3 separate regions of the Mus musculus genome follow, and regions 1 and 2 are each linked to region 3. A link is a contact called in public HiChIP or PLAC-seq data. All regions are on one chromosome and are shown on one strand. Each heading gives the region's core, a stretch centred on a gene start, on an enhancer-like site or on the middle of the called end of the contact. The rest is flanking DNA. Distances are from core to core; before and after follow the strand shown.

The links. HiChIP or PLAC-seq counts read pairs in DNA pulled down with a chosen protein or histone mark.
Region 1: a contact with region 3 is called in a FOXA1 HiChIP or PLAC-seq map of pancreatic cancer cells. The contact joins two enhancer-like sites. A contact is called at or near these places in 4 of 39 promoter capture datasets (the C10 cell line, embryonic stem cells, neutrophils and 1 more), 1 of 115 datasets of contacts at active chromatin or transcription factors (pancreatic cancer cells) and 2 of 9 other capture datasets (adipose tissue and liver).
Region 2: a contact with region 3 is called in an HNF4G HiChIP or PLAC-seq map of pancreatic cancer cells. The contact joins two enhancer-like sites. A contact is called at or near these places in 2 of 39 promoter capture datasets (the 3T3-L1 cell line and pre-B cells), 1 of 484 Hi-C or Micro-C datasets (CD8 T cells), 2 of 115 datasets of contacts at active chromatin or transcription factors (microglia and pancreatic cancer cells) and 3 of 9 other capture datasets (adipose tissue, liver and pancreatic islet).

What each region holds. Positions count from the first base shown.
Region 1 is chr11:103,055,310-103,059,080 of GRCm38.p6, forward strand. Nmt1 (N-myristoyltransferase 1) reads left to right here. Exons shown (of 12, transcript NM_008707.4): 6 at 1,074-1,190; 7 at 2,056-2,226; 8 at 2,896-3,004. Among named protein-coding and RNA genes, the nearest start is that of Gm42090, 9.5 kb to the left of the region's middle. Within about 2 kb of position 1,537, at least 32 of the 459 cell types and tissues checked have an H3K27ac peak or open chromatin away from gene starts, as enhancers often do. A contact at or near this core is called in pancreatic cancer cells, where this site is marked.
Region 2 is chr11:103,385,286-103,389,520 of GRCm38.p6, forward strand. It overlaps Plekhm1 (pleckstrin homology domain containing, family M (with RUN domain) member 1), which reads right to left. Exons shown (of 12, transcript NM_183034.2): 5 at 1,673-2,063. Among named protein-coding and RNA genes, the nearest start is that of Arhgap27, 24 kb to the left of the region's middle. Within about 2 kb of position 1,741, at least 41 of the 459 cell types and tissues checked have an H3K27ac peak or open chromatin away from gene starts, as enhancers often do. A contact at or near this core is called in pancreatic cancer cells, where this site is marked.
Region 3 is chr11:103,224,078-103,227,766 of GRCm38.p6, forward strand. Map3k14 (mitogen-activated protein kinase kinase kinase 14) reads right to left here. Exons shown (of 16, transcript NM_016896.3): 10 at 3,455-3,618; 11 at 2,910-3,060; 12 at 1,213-1,545; 13 at 957-1,063; 14 at 169-313. All of the region lies in intron 2 of Gm34823 (a long non-coding RNA gene), which reads left to right. Among named protein-coding and RNA genes, the nearest start is that of Gm34823, 7.3 kb to the left of the region's middle. Within about 2 kb of position 2,299, at least 16 of the 459 cell types and tissues checked have an H3K27ac peak or open chromatin away from gene starts, as enhancers often do. A contact at or near this core is called in pancreatic cancer cells, where this site is marked.

The DNA.
Region 1 (3,771 bases), core at 287-2,786, 170 kb before region 3:
TTTATATCTTTATTTAACTTGGAAACAATAGGAATTTGTTTCTCATGATTCTGGAGGCTAGGAAATCGAAGGAGCCAGAGGTTTAGTGTGATAATAGCCTGGTCTCCAGTCTCCAAAACCTCTCCTAGTTAGAAGACAAAGCAGGTAGCAGATCCCAAGAGCCAGCCGCTGAGTGTGAAATCTCTGTGTCCCTCAGTTTGTACATCTGGAGACTTGCTTTAAGTGGTGTTTAGAACTGAAACCTTCCTTAAAATAAATTGCTAGAGGGAGACATGCAGAGTTGTTTCCCAGCAAAGACCATATACTCCATGGTGACTTTCTCAAGGGGAGAAGAGCAGAAGAGCCCTTAAGATTGGAAAGAAAGTTCCTTACAATCCAGTTATTGAGCATGCTCAATTATAGAAAAAGTCTATCCTGGATAAACCATCTGCTATCCTGGGCTACACTCAACCTCTCAGCAGATAGAGGCACGAGGCTGAAGTGGAGCAGGATCACCCTGGGAGGTAGGGAAAGCAGAAAGGAGCGATGCTGAGAGGCGGGACAGAGCCCAGGGTCTCAGAGCACCGTGTAGTTCCTTACCAAAGGACGACTGGCTCTTTGCGTAGAAGACCTCCAGTCCAAGCTTTGAGATGAACATAAAGGCTGGGCGTGGTGGCACACACCTTTAAAATCGGCACTCGGGAGGCAGAGACAGAGACAGGCAAATCTCTGTGTGTTCGAGGCCAGCTGAGGCTACACCATAAGAACCTGTTTCAAAAAACAGAAACACAGAACCTAGCATACGGCTGTACTTAAAAGGCTGAACCAGAATGGTCACAAGGTTCAGGCCAGCCTAGGGGACCTACAGAACCTTGTGTGGTGCTGTAGTGTGGTACCAAGGAACTTGCCTGGAATGTATGTGCGAGACTGGGCACCATCTGCAGCACAAGAAGGTGCTGTGAGAAACGGTTGTGTCTTGATGTGTTGGTGTCCAGGAAGTCTTGGTCCTAAAGAGAATACAGTTGCTAACCCCAGGTGTTAGTACCTGCCTGCTATGAGCAGTGCCACAGCTCCTGTCCCTGTCTCTGTTCCAGGGCTCTCCGGCCACCAGGTTGGCTCCCACAGTGGCACTGTGGGGTCCGAGTGGTCTCAAGTCGGAAACTGGTTGGGTTCATCAGTGCCATCCCAGCAAACATCCACATCTATGACACGTAAGCACCAGCCCTGTGGCCATCATCTTGCCGGTTTTGGAAGAGGAAGGCTACGCAGTCACTGTTGGAGGAGGATGGAGGGGCTGGTGGAGTGGAGGCATCTGTGTATTGGGAGTGACACTAGTCATAGAACCACATGTTCTGACATACATGGTGGCGCACACCTTTAACCCCAGCACATGGTGGCAGAGGCAGGTGGAGCCCTGTGTTCAAGGCCAGCCAAGGCTACATAGTGAGGCTATCTCTAAGTTGTAGCTGGTAGCCTTGTCTGTGACCTGTAGTGAGGCCATCCACGCCTGCATTCCTGCCCCAGTCACACGCTGACACACTGAGCAGCGTCAGAAATGGGCAGGAGCCAGTGTGACTCAGGCTCAGATGGTTTCACAGTCATCTGCGGCCATCTTCTGGGTGTACAGGCTGTAAATTCATGTGAGAACCAAAACCTTGGAGTATCTGCCGGCACTGGGACACACCTGTAATCTAAGCTTGGGTCAAGGCTGGCCCGAGTTACTTAGCAGGTTCAAGATCAGCCTTGTCTCCTATCTAGATGAGCCTTGATTTACTCTGGGGTTTCTCCATTGCTTGCCTCAGGTGGGCCTCCCAGCCCACTCTCAGGATTCCACAGGGCAGTGCTAGGGGTGCCCTCAGAGAAAGGCATTTGAAGGCGCCCCCGTCTGTTTTGAAGTAGATGGTGTGAGGCAAGCTTGCCAAGGAGAAAGTGGTAGTGGGTGGGGTCCCCAGTAGTGACTACTCAATGGAGACTACAGCCGAGTGCATCCCTTCGAGTGAGGTTTGCCTGCTTGGCAAGATTCCTCTTACGTTGAATGGGGAAAGTTGTGAAAGTCAGCAATTTGCCTCTCTTCAGAGAGAAGAAGATGGTGGAGATCAACTTCCTGTGTGTCCACAAGAAGCTGCGCTCTAAGAGGGTGGCTCCAGTTTTGATCCGAGAGATCACCCGGCGGGTCCACCTGGAGGGCATTTTCCAAGCTGTTTACACTGCCGGAGTGGTGTTGCCAAAGCCTGTGGGCACCTGCAGGTAAGAGTTGCTTCCTGCAGGTCCTGGGAATGCAGGGGAGGAGGAATGTCCCCGAGACACAGCATTGCCCTTTTCTGGGCCAAGTTTTTTTGGGGATGGGGTACTGGAAAGAGGCAGATGGAGAAGATTTCGGAATGTAGGGAGAGTATGGTTCAGGGAGTGGGAAGAAAGATTAGACATTGTCGAATTGGGATTGCCAGCAGTTAGAGTGGGGGGAGGGGTTATGAATATTTTGTGGATCAAGGGGAGCTTGTCTGATGATCCCTGTGTAATCTAAGGATGACCTCCATCTTAGAAAGTTGTTTGAAACAATTGAATCCTCTCTGCCTAGAGAGCTGCATAAATAATAACTGCAGGAGAGTACAGAGCAGGCGGGAGGGGGAGCGAGCGCCTGCCTGCCAGTCTCCTGGGCATTGTCAGCCTTCCCCTGGCCTGATTGCCGGAGAGAGGATTGTGCTCCCCAGACACCTGATCTAACAAGGAATGGCTTCTGAAATGGAAGAGCAGGGAGGGAAGATTCCCTGGCCCCCTGGAGGAAGCTGAGGCTGCTCTTCTAGAGAGGGGCTGCCTCATGACACCTGCTATCACCTTGAGGTCCCCTGCCCTTGTCCTCTTAATGAGTGGGACTACCCAGAGTCCTCTGAGGCCAGGACATTTATGTTCCTACAGGTACTGGCATCGATCCCTAAACCCTCGGAAGCTGATTGAAGTGAAGTTCTCCCATCTGAGCAGAAATATGACCATGCAGCGCACCATGAAGCTCTACCGACTGCCAGAGGCCAGTGGTGCCCCGGGGTGGTGGGCAGGAGCGAGGGTGTGGGAGAGGTTTCCACTCACCAGCCCCTAGTCTCCAGGCTCTTGTGCCTTACTGTCCACAAAGGTTTGTTTTTGTTTTCTATTCTTGGCTCTCCTGCCTCGTCTATGCCTGGCTTAGTAGCCCTGCTGTCTGCTGCTGGGCTCAAAGAAGACTGCTTCCCTGTAATTTTAGCCTAAGTGAAGTGTAGATAGAAAATGGATCTCTTTACTAACCTTCATCTCTGTCTGTCCTACATAGTCCAGAGACTAGTCAGCTCTCAAGTGTCCACTCCCTCTGCCAAGGCAGGCAGGGGAGGGCTGCAGAGCTCGTGAGAGAAGCCAGATTTCTAATCCTTCCCCTATACCCAGAATTGGCACTGAGGGACTGGACAGCCTGAAGTAACCAGATCTTCAATTCTAGATCTCAGTCTGCCTACTTCCCCCCAAGTGTCCTGTTCTCCAGCCATGCCTGCCTCAGGACACTGGGCCGTGAGCTCTTTAGTTCCCTTCAGTGGCCTCAGCACATCCACCAGGTGGTGTCACTCACACCAAGTGCTTGCTGCTCAGAGGACTGCAGCTCGAATCTGTTGATCCCCATGTGCTCAGCTTGTTAAGGGCACAGGACTGGGTTAGGGTCATTATCCTGTCTTGAGAGAGTCCTTCAGTCTAGTTCCATATTGACAAAGTAGGTGTGGAAAGCTGCTGTGTGTGTGTGTGTGTGTGTGTGTGTGTGTGATCCCAGCACTCAGG
Region 2 (4,235 bases), core at 491-2,990, 160 kb after region 3:
TCTAGCACTTCTCATCCACCAGGATGGCTATAATAACAGACTCATTTGAAACTAAGTAATTACAACTGTTGGTAAGGATGCTGGAAAAATACATTGGTGGAGACGTAAACTAGGGCAGCTGCTTTGGAAAACAATTTGACAGTTCCACAAAAAAGTTAAATATAGAGTTACTATATAATCCAAAAATTCTACTAATAGAATTTTATGTGTCTAAGAGAATTAAAAACATATGCCCGTATAAATTCTTGTACACCATATTTACAACATTATTTGTAATAACCAAGAAGTGTTAATAATTCAAATGCCCACCATACATAAATACCGCATGACCTAGTCACACAATGAAAAATGCCACCGGCTGCTTATTCCTCAGCAGTGACAGAGGTGAAGAACTGCTACATGTTGCAACATGGGTGAACCTTTTTGCTGACTTATTTTTGAGTCAGGCTCTTGTCATGTAGACTAAGTTGGCCTCATGATCTTCCTGCCTCTCCCTCCTGTGTGACAGGGTAAGAGGCACAAGCCATCACACTCAATTTTTAAAATATCATGCTTAGGGGCGCAGGGGATGGCTCAGTCAGTAAAATGCTTGCCAGACAAAGATGAGGACCTAACTGAGGGTCCCCAGCGCCCATGTACAAAGATGGATGAAGCAGCACACCGTTGGCCTCCGAATGTATATGTGCACATACGCAAATGCTGAAGCCAAACCCCAAACAGACAGTTAGTCTTGTTTAATTCGTCAGAACAGACAAATCTATTGAGACCAAACAGTGATGTTATCTGAGGTTGAGGGAATGACTGCTAACGTTTCTTTAAAAGAAGGACTGAAGTATTCTAAGATTAGATTATAGAGATAGCTACATGACCCAAACAAACTAAAAAGTACTGAATTATACTCTTATATGGTGTGTGAACTATACCCTAATAAATCAATTAACTGTGGTATCTAAATCTAGATTGGCCACATTTTTCTTTCTCTTTCTTTTTTTTTGAAACAGCATCTCACTCTGGAGCTTTTAATTCATGACCCTTCTGCTCCTGCCTCAGAGCACTGAGATTATAGGCATGCATGACCATGACCATCTGGGGACAGGACATATGCGAGTGACCAAGAGCCACTGTTGGTATAGTGACTGCCACATCTGACCACAAAGTTCACAAACTGGTTCATGTTGAAAAAAATTAGATTTTAAGTATTAAAAAGAAAGTCAAGTCTCAGGCGGGTGAAACGGCTTCTCCAACAGTGTAAACTCGTGAATGGTGGTAGTTAGGATTAGAACAGTGCTGTGCCTGCCTGTAACTGTAATGCCAACACCTGGGAAACTGAGACAGTATTGAGAGATCACACGTCAGAGGCCAACCTGGGATACAGAGCGAGCCCAGTCTTAAAAACAACAACAACAAAACCCCAAGCAGAGTGTGATATCAGAAGGGAACCCCTTTTTCATGGACTGGTTGTGAAGGCGAGGGGTAATATTTGTGGGACTCAATCAGCACAAAGCCTGGCTCATCTCCACGACTGACACCCAAAATCATTACCACGCCATTACCACTGCCCACTCAGGGACAGGCATGCTCATACGCCGGTAGAACCACTCTGGGTCACCAGATGGACAAACTTCAGCTTAGAGTTATTTCCGAGATTTCCCTGAACAGCCTGCACACTCACCGGACTCGTAGGAGAGGAAACCACAAGCTTCGGTCCGACTCTGCCATACTCCAGGGCCTTCCAAGGGCCACTCCCTTGGCCAGCTGCTCCACCCACAGGACTAGAAGGCTGCTGGTCTGAAGTGCTCTGTGCAGGGCCAGCTTGGGCAGTGCCTAGCTGCTTCTCGTCTGGGGTCTCCTGGGGCAGTAGCTGATGCTTATGGCCACCACTTGATGTCCCAGAGGATTTGTGGGCAGGAAAGAGCTCTTCAGATCCCTCAAAGTGCAGGTGTGTGCTGGTAGCTAGGCTATGGAGGGAGAGGGGCGTCTGGAACATGGGGGTGTCTGGCTCTTGGTTTGGTCCGCTGCTTGGTGCAGAATTTACCTGGGCTTTGCTGAATTCCGACAACACCCTAGAAGTTTGAAAGCAGACAAACAGAGAAACAAAGAGACCGCTGTGACAATTTGATGGTTAGGATGCCCACGATGACTGCAGCAGTGGTAAGACCAGAAAGCCACTGATTATCAAAAGCAAACAAAGCATCACTCACTGCATTCCTCGACTCCCACATAGCCCTCCTCTCAAATTCCTCACTGAGGCTTGGACTTGGGCATGGTGGGCAGCAGATGACCAGGGGCCCCATCTCAGGTGGCACAATCAGATAGCAGGAATGAGAATCTGATGTGAGTGGAAATCGACTCCTCTCTGAAGAGGCTAACTGTGGGTCTGGAGAGTTTGCTTGGCCAAACACAGTTATATGGTCAATGGCTCCCCTCATCTGTGGCAGAGCCTCCAGAACAGGTAATGTCTCAGAGTGGGTCCCTCAATAGCTAAGAGCTGAGGCCCCAAAAGTCTGCTCTCTGCGACAGGGAACAGATGAGGTGAGGATGTACTTTGACACAGGACAGTCATGGAGCACCAGGGCTGGAGTGAGGTGGAATGGCCTCTTCAAGGTTGACTAGATAAGCTTCCTGTCCCCCGAATCACGCCTGGGACTCAGTGATTTCCCAAATGGTGTGGAAGGGTGCACAAACACACAGGGCGTAACTCACTAAGCATCCTTGTGGGGTTACCGCCCCTTGTCCTCTTTGAGGGGTCACAGAGAGTCAACATTCCTGCCTTTGTATACATATACACTTCTGGGCCTTCTGGAATGTGCCCTGGCTAGTGACTGCTCCTCCCTCTCCTGGGAATCCAAGTTCCCTTTCTAGAATAAACTATTTGTTATCTCCTCTTTCACTTACAAAACATATATGCTATGGATAAATGCTGGTTCAAACAGCAACAAGGCTTTTGACTGGAGCCCAAAGATGGTATTGAGTTGGCCCCACTGGCTTAGATGGAGTAAGCTCCCCTTAAGGAAAGAATCTTAGAACGCAAAGTGCTTGCCTGGTCACCGGAACCAGAGTTCAGCTCTTACCTACACCACCCCAATCCCACCTACATTCCAAGACAATGGAGTCTGCAGGCTTCACCGACCCATTCCATTATAAACAAGTGACTTTCCCACAGATGCCAAGACACTTCAGTGGGTATAGGAACAGGCTTTCAGTAAATAGGGCTATGAAAAGGGGTCAATCACAAAGAAAAGAATACAGCTGGTATGCTATCTCACACCACATATATAAAGAATACAGCCAGTATGCTATCTCACACCACATATATAAAGAATACAGCCTGTATGCTATCTCACACCACATATATAAAGAATACAGCCTGTATGCTATCTCACACCACATATATAAAGAATACAGCCTGTATGCTATCTCACACCACATATATAAAGAATACAGCTGGTATGCTATCTCACACCGCACATATAAGTAACCAAGTGCATTAAAGACCTACACAAGAGCTAAAGCTATAAAACTCTCAGAAGAAAACCTAGGTATAAATGTATCTTTGAGTCTGATGAGGAGATCCCCAGGAAGCACATGAGCAACGGTCAGCATCACTGACCACCAGGGAAATGGGCACAGCCGGAAAGATGTCATCTAGCTAGAAGGGCTACAATAAAAGCGGGGTGGGGGAGACTAACAAGCATTGGCAAAGATTTGGGAAAACTAACTTTTTAAAAATGTATTTCTTATAGACAAGATCCCACACCTGCTATTTCGCCTAGGCTGGCCTTGAACCAGAGTTTCCTCCCTCTACCTCTCTTTCCCAACTAAGGAATTAGCTTGTCTATGACAATAGTACAAAATATAAGATGGTACCATTGCTATAAAAAGCAGTTTGGTAGCTCCTCAGAAAGTTAACCAGAGTTGCATGCAGCTCTTTCCCAGGTCTACACCAATGAGAATCAAAACATGTCCGGATAAAGACTGCTCACAGCACTATTACCTTAACAGTCAAAAACAAAGAGCAGTCCATAGACTGGAGAATGGACACACGGTAGCAGATGCAGCAAACAGACTACTACTCAGACATGATGTGTGCTATAGCATGGATGAATCTGAAAATATATCAAGTACGGGAACCAGCTACAAAAGGCCACGTATTACATGGTTCTGTTTATACAAAGTGTCCAGAGTAGGCAAAGATGGAGCAAATGGCCACGGACTGCCTTTTCCTTCCACGGCAA
Region 3 (3,689 bases), core at 1,049-3,548:
CTCTCTGTCTAAACCCAGCTGTCCAGCCAGGGCTGTGAGAGAGGTTCTGGATGGCGGGCACGTTCCTCCCCCACCCTTCTGTGCTGAGGAGAGGCCAATGAAGTGCTTCTCCGCCCCTCCCTGGATCCCGGCAGGACTGGGCTGGAAGAGGGGAGAAGCAGACCGTACCGTTGAAGTAGCTCGGGATGTCAGTAGGCCGCCCCCGGGCCAGCGCCGTGCTGCAGCTGCAGGTTCTTGCCTCAGCTTGGCTGTTCCAAGAGTGCACGCCAGAACTCAGGGTGTCCCGTGAGCTCTGAGAGGCCTTCGATGGATTCTGAACACAAAGGCAGGCACAGACTCAGGAAACCGTCTCTGGCCCTGGTTTCCTTGGAACAAGAGGAACTGACCTTCTCTTAGGGTCAGACCCGCCAGTCCTATGACAGACCCAAGGTACATTTCTATGTGGGACCAAAGCTACCGCTCACTCTCCAGACTACCTAAAGCCTTTCCTGATTCAGGGTTAGGGTTAGGGTCAGGGTCAGGGTTAGGGTTAGGGTGGAAGGCATCCTGTCTCAAGCTGGGGCACAAGCAAGGAGGGTGAAGGCGTGTTTCTCTCTATAGAGTCCCAGCAAATGTAACTCATATGTAATAGAAGGCAGACCAACATATGTGTGTTATTAGTAAAAAAAAAAAATAATCATTTATCACGGGCCCTTTTCCTGTTTGTTTTAGTAGAACATCCTTTTACCCGTGTCTGCTTTAGCCAAACTTTCCTTGATGAGTCTGCCTTAGCCTTCCACCGGTGTGAAACAGAAAAACACTCCTTCACCTGTTTGCCCCAGCAAAACACCGTCCAATGCAACGGACTCTCCAGAGTATCCTCAAGTTCCCACCTCAGGGTGACCTCATGGCCCCTGCTCTGTCTAAGGCCTTTGCGTGGGCCAGCAGGCTGCTCGGTCGGTCGGCCGGCCACTCACCTTTTCACTGTCATCTGACAGCGAGAGGCTGTCGATGCTGAGGCAGGAGAGGATTTGTTCCTGTTCCTCCAGAGAGAACGGCTGGGACAGGCTGTTGAGAAACAGTTCTGCAGGGGGAAGCGGGGAGAGGGAGACAGCGTGAAGGGTTGGAGGAATTACTTCCCAAGGTACCCCCTGCACAGCCTGCAGGAGCAGGCCTGGCAGGGGAGGTGGGGTGGGGGTGGGGCGAGGGGCGTGGCCACAGCTGAGCGCCCACCTATCTCCAGTTGCTGTAGCTCCAGCTCTGGCAAGGTTGCCCTCCGGTCTGGGAAGCTGGGGCCTTTGGCAGTGGCTGGGTCCAGGGAGGACAGAGGCAGGGGTTCCCATGTGCCAGACTCCTCCTTGCTCAGGTTCAGGGCTGGCGCTTTGCTCGGTTCTGGTGGTTCTGGCGGTAGAGGAGGCTGAGGCTCAGGAGCCCCGTCTGTGTTGGCCTTGGCTGGTGGGTTCTCTCTCGGCGGAGTAGGTAGGGTCTGGTGGCAGGTGGCTTGGTCTTGGGGTGGAGGTCTTGGTTCTTTATATTCTCCTTTCCAAGGGCTTTTCAGACCTCCCACTGTAAGAGAGAAAGGCACCCGAGGTGAGGGGGGAAATGTGCAGGCATGCAGACACCAGCCCAGGAAGAACGGCCTATCAATTAAAAAATTAAATTATGGGCGTATATGTGTTGGTTATGTGAGTGCGGTGCCCATAAAGGCTGGAAGACGGACACCAGATATCCTGGAGCTTCAGTTTCAGGTGGTTCTCCACCACTGGGCCTGGGTGCTGGGAACTGAACTCCGGTCTTTGGGTCTTCCCCCGATGTACGCTTAACTGCTCAGCCATCTTTCCAGTCCCAGCCTTTGTCCTTTAACTGCCACTGGTCTCCTGCCCATTGCTGAGTTACATTCTGTTAAGCTCCATTCCTGACTCACTCTCTCTTTTTTATTTGAGACGGGGCTTTGCTTTGTAGCCCAAGCGGGTGCTGTATCTTAAAGTCCTGTTTGTCTCTTAGCTATGATCACAGACATGCTACCTCCACATGTTTCAGTACCCCACCCCCCTGTGTGTGTGTGTGTGTGTGTGTGTATGTGTGTGTGTGTGTGTGTGTGTGTATTTGAGACAAGGCTTCACTGTGTAGTCCTGGCTGGCCTTGAACTTACAGAGGCTGCTCTGCTTCTCAAGAGTAGGGGAAAAGGCTACCACATTTGGTCCTTTTTTATTGTTTTATTTATTTTTTAAAACAATATGTCATTCTATATCCCAGGCCTCAAAGTCCAACAATCGTCTCTGCCCCGCCTTTTAGGAAGGGGGATTCCAGGCCTGAGGCAGCTTGCCCAGAGTACGATGGGTGTTGCTTTCTTTATTGATTTTTTAACTTGCAATGGAGCTCTTATGGTGCAGGCCTCCTCTCGGGGGTTCTTCTCACTGAGTGCTCGCCACCTACGGCTTTCAGCTCAGTTCCCGTACTCACTCTGTGCATATGGAGCGGTATGGAGCGGTTGTAAGTGCTGGGTGATGTCCCAGCCCCAATCACCTGCTTTCCCCTTGAGGGGCTCTTAAGCCCTCTCTCCTCCCTCTAGCCAACAAGGCTATAGTGCACCAGGAGAGGAAGGTTTGGGTCGGCCCGAGTGCTACCAGGTTCCCTCTAGCGTGGCTGCAGCGTCAGTACCCTCCCGGTGCCCAGGGAGTCCTGTGCCCGCGGTCCCACCAGCACCTGGTATTGCCAATTTTCTGGCTCTTGACATGTGAGTGGCTACTGGGCATGTGTGGCTTTAATTTGCACTCTGAGTCACCTTTCCGTGTCACAGCCCCTCCTCCTCCATGTCCCAAGCCACCACCCCAAGCTTTCTAGGACTGAGGGGAGATGGGGGATTGAGGCTGTTTCTCCCTTCCCTCTGCACACTGCTCTCCGCTGACGCAGGCACACAGGGCTCTCACCTTCCTGTAGTGCCTTGCCCACTTTCCTCCGAAGCTCCATGGCAGATGCTCGGTGGACGGGCTCTTTCCTCAGCCCCTCTTGGATGGCCTGGGCTGTGAGGGGTGCGCAGGAAGGTGGGATCTCCCTGATCGGTGGAGGCTCGCTGGCAATCTAGAGGCCAAAAGGCGACATTCAAGGCCTGCTTCCTCCTCCTTCCCCTGTCACATCTCATGTTCGCTCTCCACCAATCCCTCCTTCCCTACGCTTGATTGGGGGTCTGCTATAAGGAGGGAGAGGACTGCACTACAGCCAGTGGAAAGGCTCCTAGAACACGGAAACCTGCATCCAAATAGGACAGGACAGTGCCTGGCAACAAGATACCATGTCCTCCAGACTTAGTCTAAAGGATGCTGGGAGTGGGGGTGGGGGTGGTGGGCTGGTGGGCAACAGGCAGAAGGGACCTGCCATTGCTCACATCTGTCACAGACGAACAACTGTCACTAGCCTGTGGCCTGGGCCCGTAGCTGCCGGCCTCCCTGCACAGCTGTTTGGGGCCATTGCTGACCTTGAGACAAAGCGGGCCTCGGAAGTACTGAGTCCAGGGGTGGCAGCCGTTGAGCATGTGGAGCATCATGCAGCAGCTGCTCCAGATGTCCACCTTGGCATCGCAGGGCTTTCCCATCACCACTTCTGGTGCCATGTGGGTCTCCGTGCCAGGAATGTAGTCCCCTGAGGGCACAGGGCGGGAGGTAGAATCATCATGAATTCAGTGCCCACTCAACTTAGTTCCTGGGCTGCCC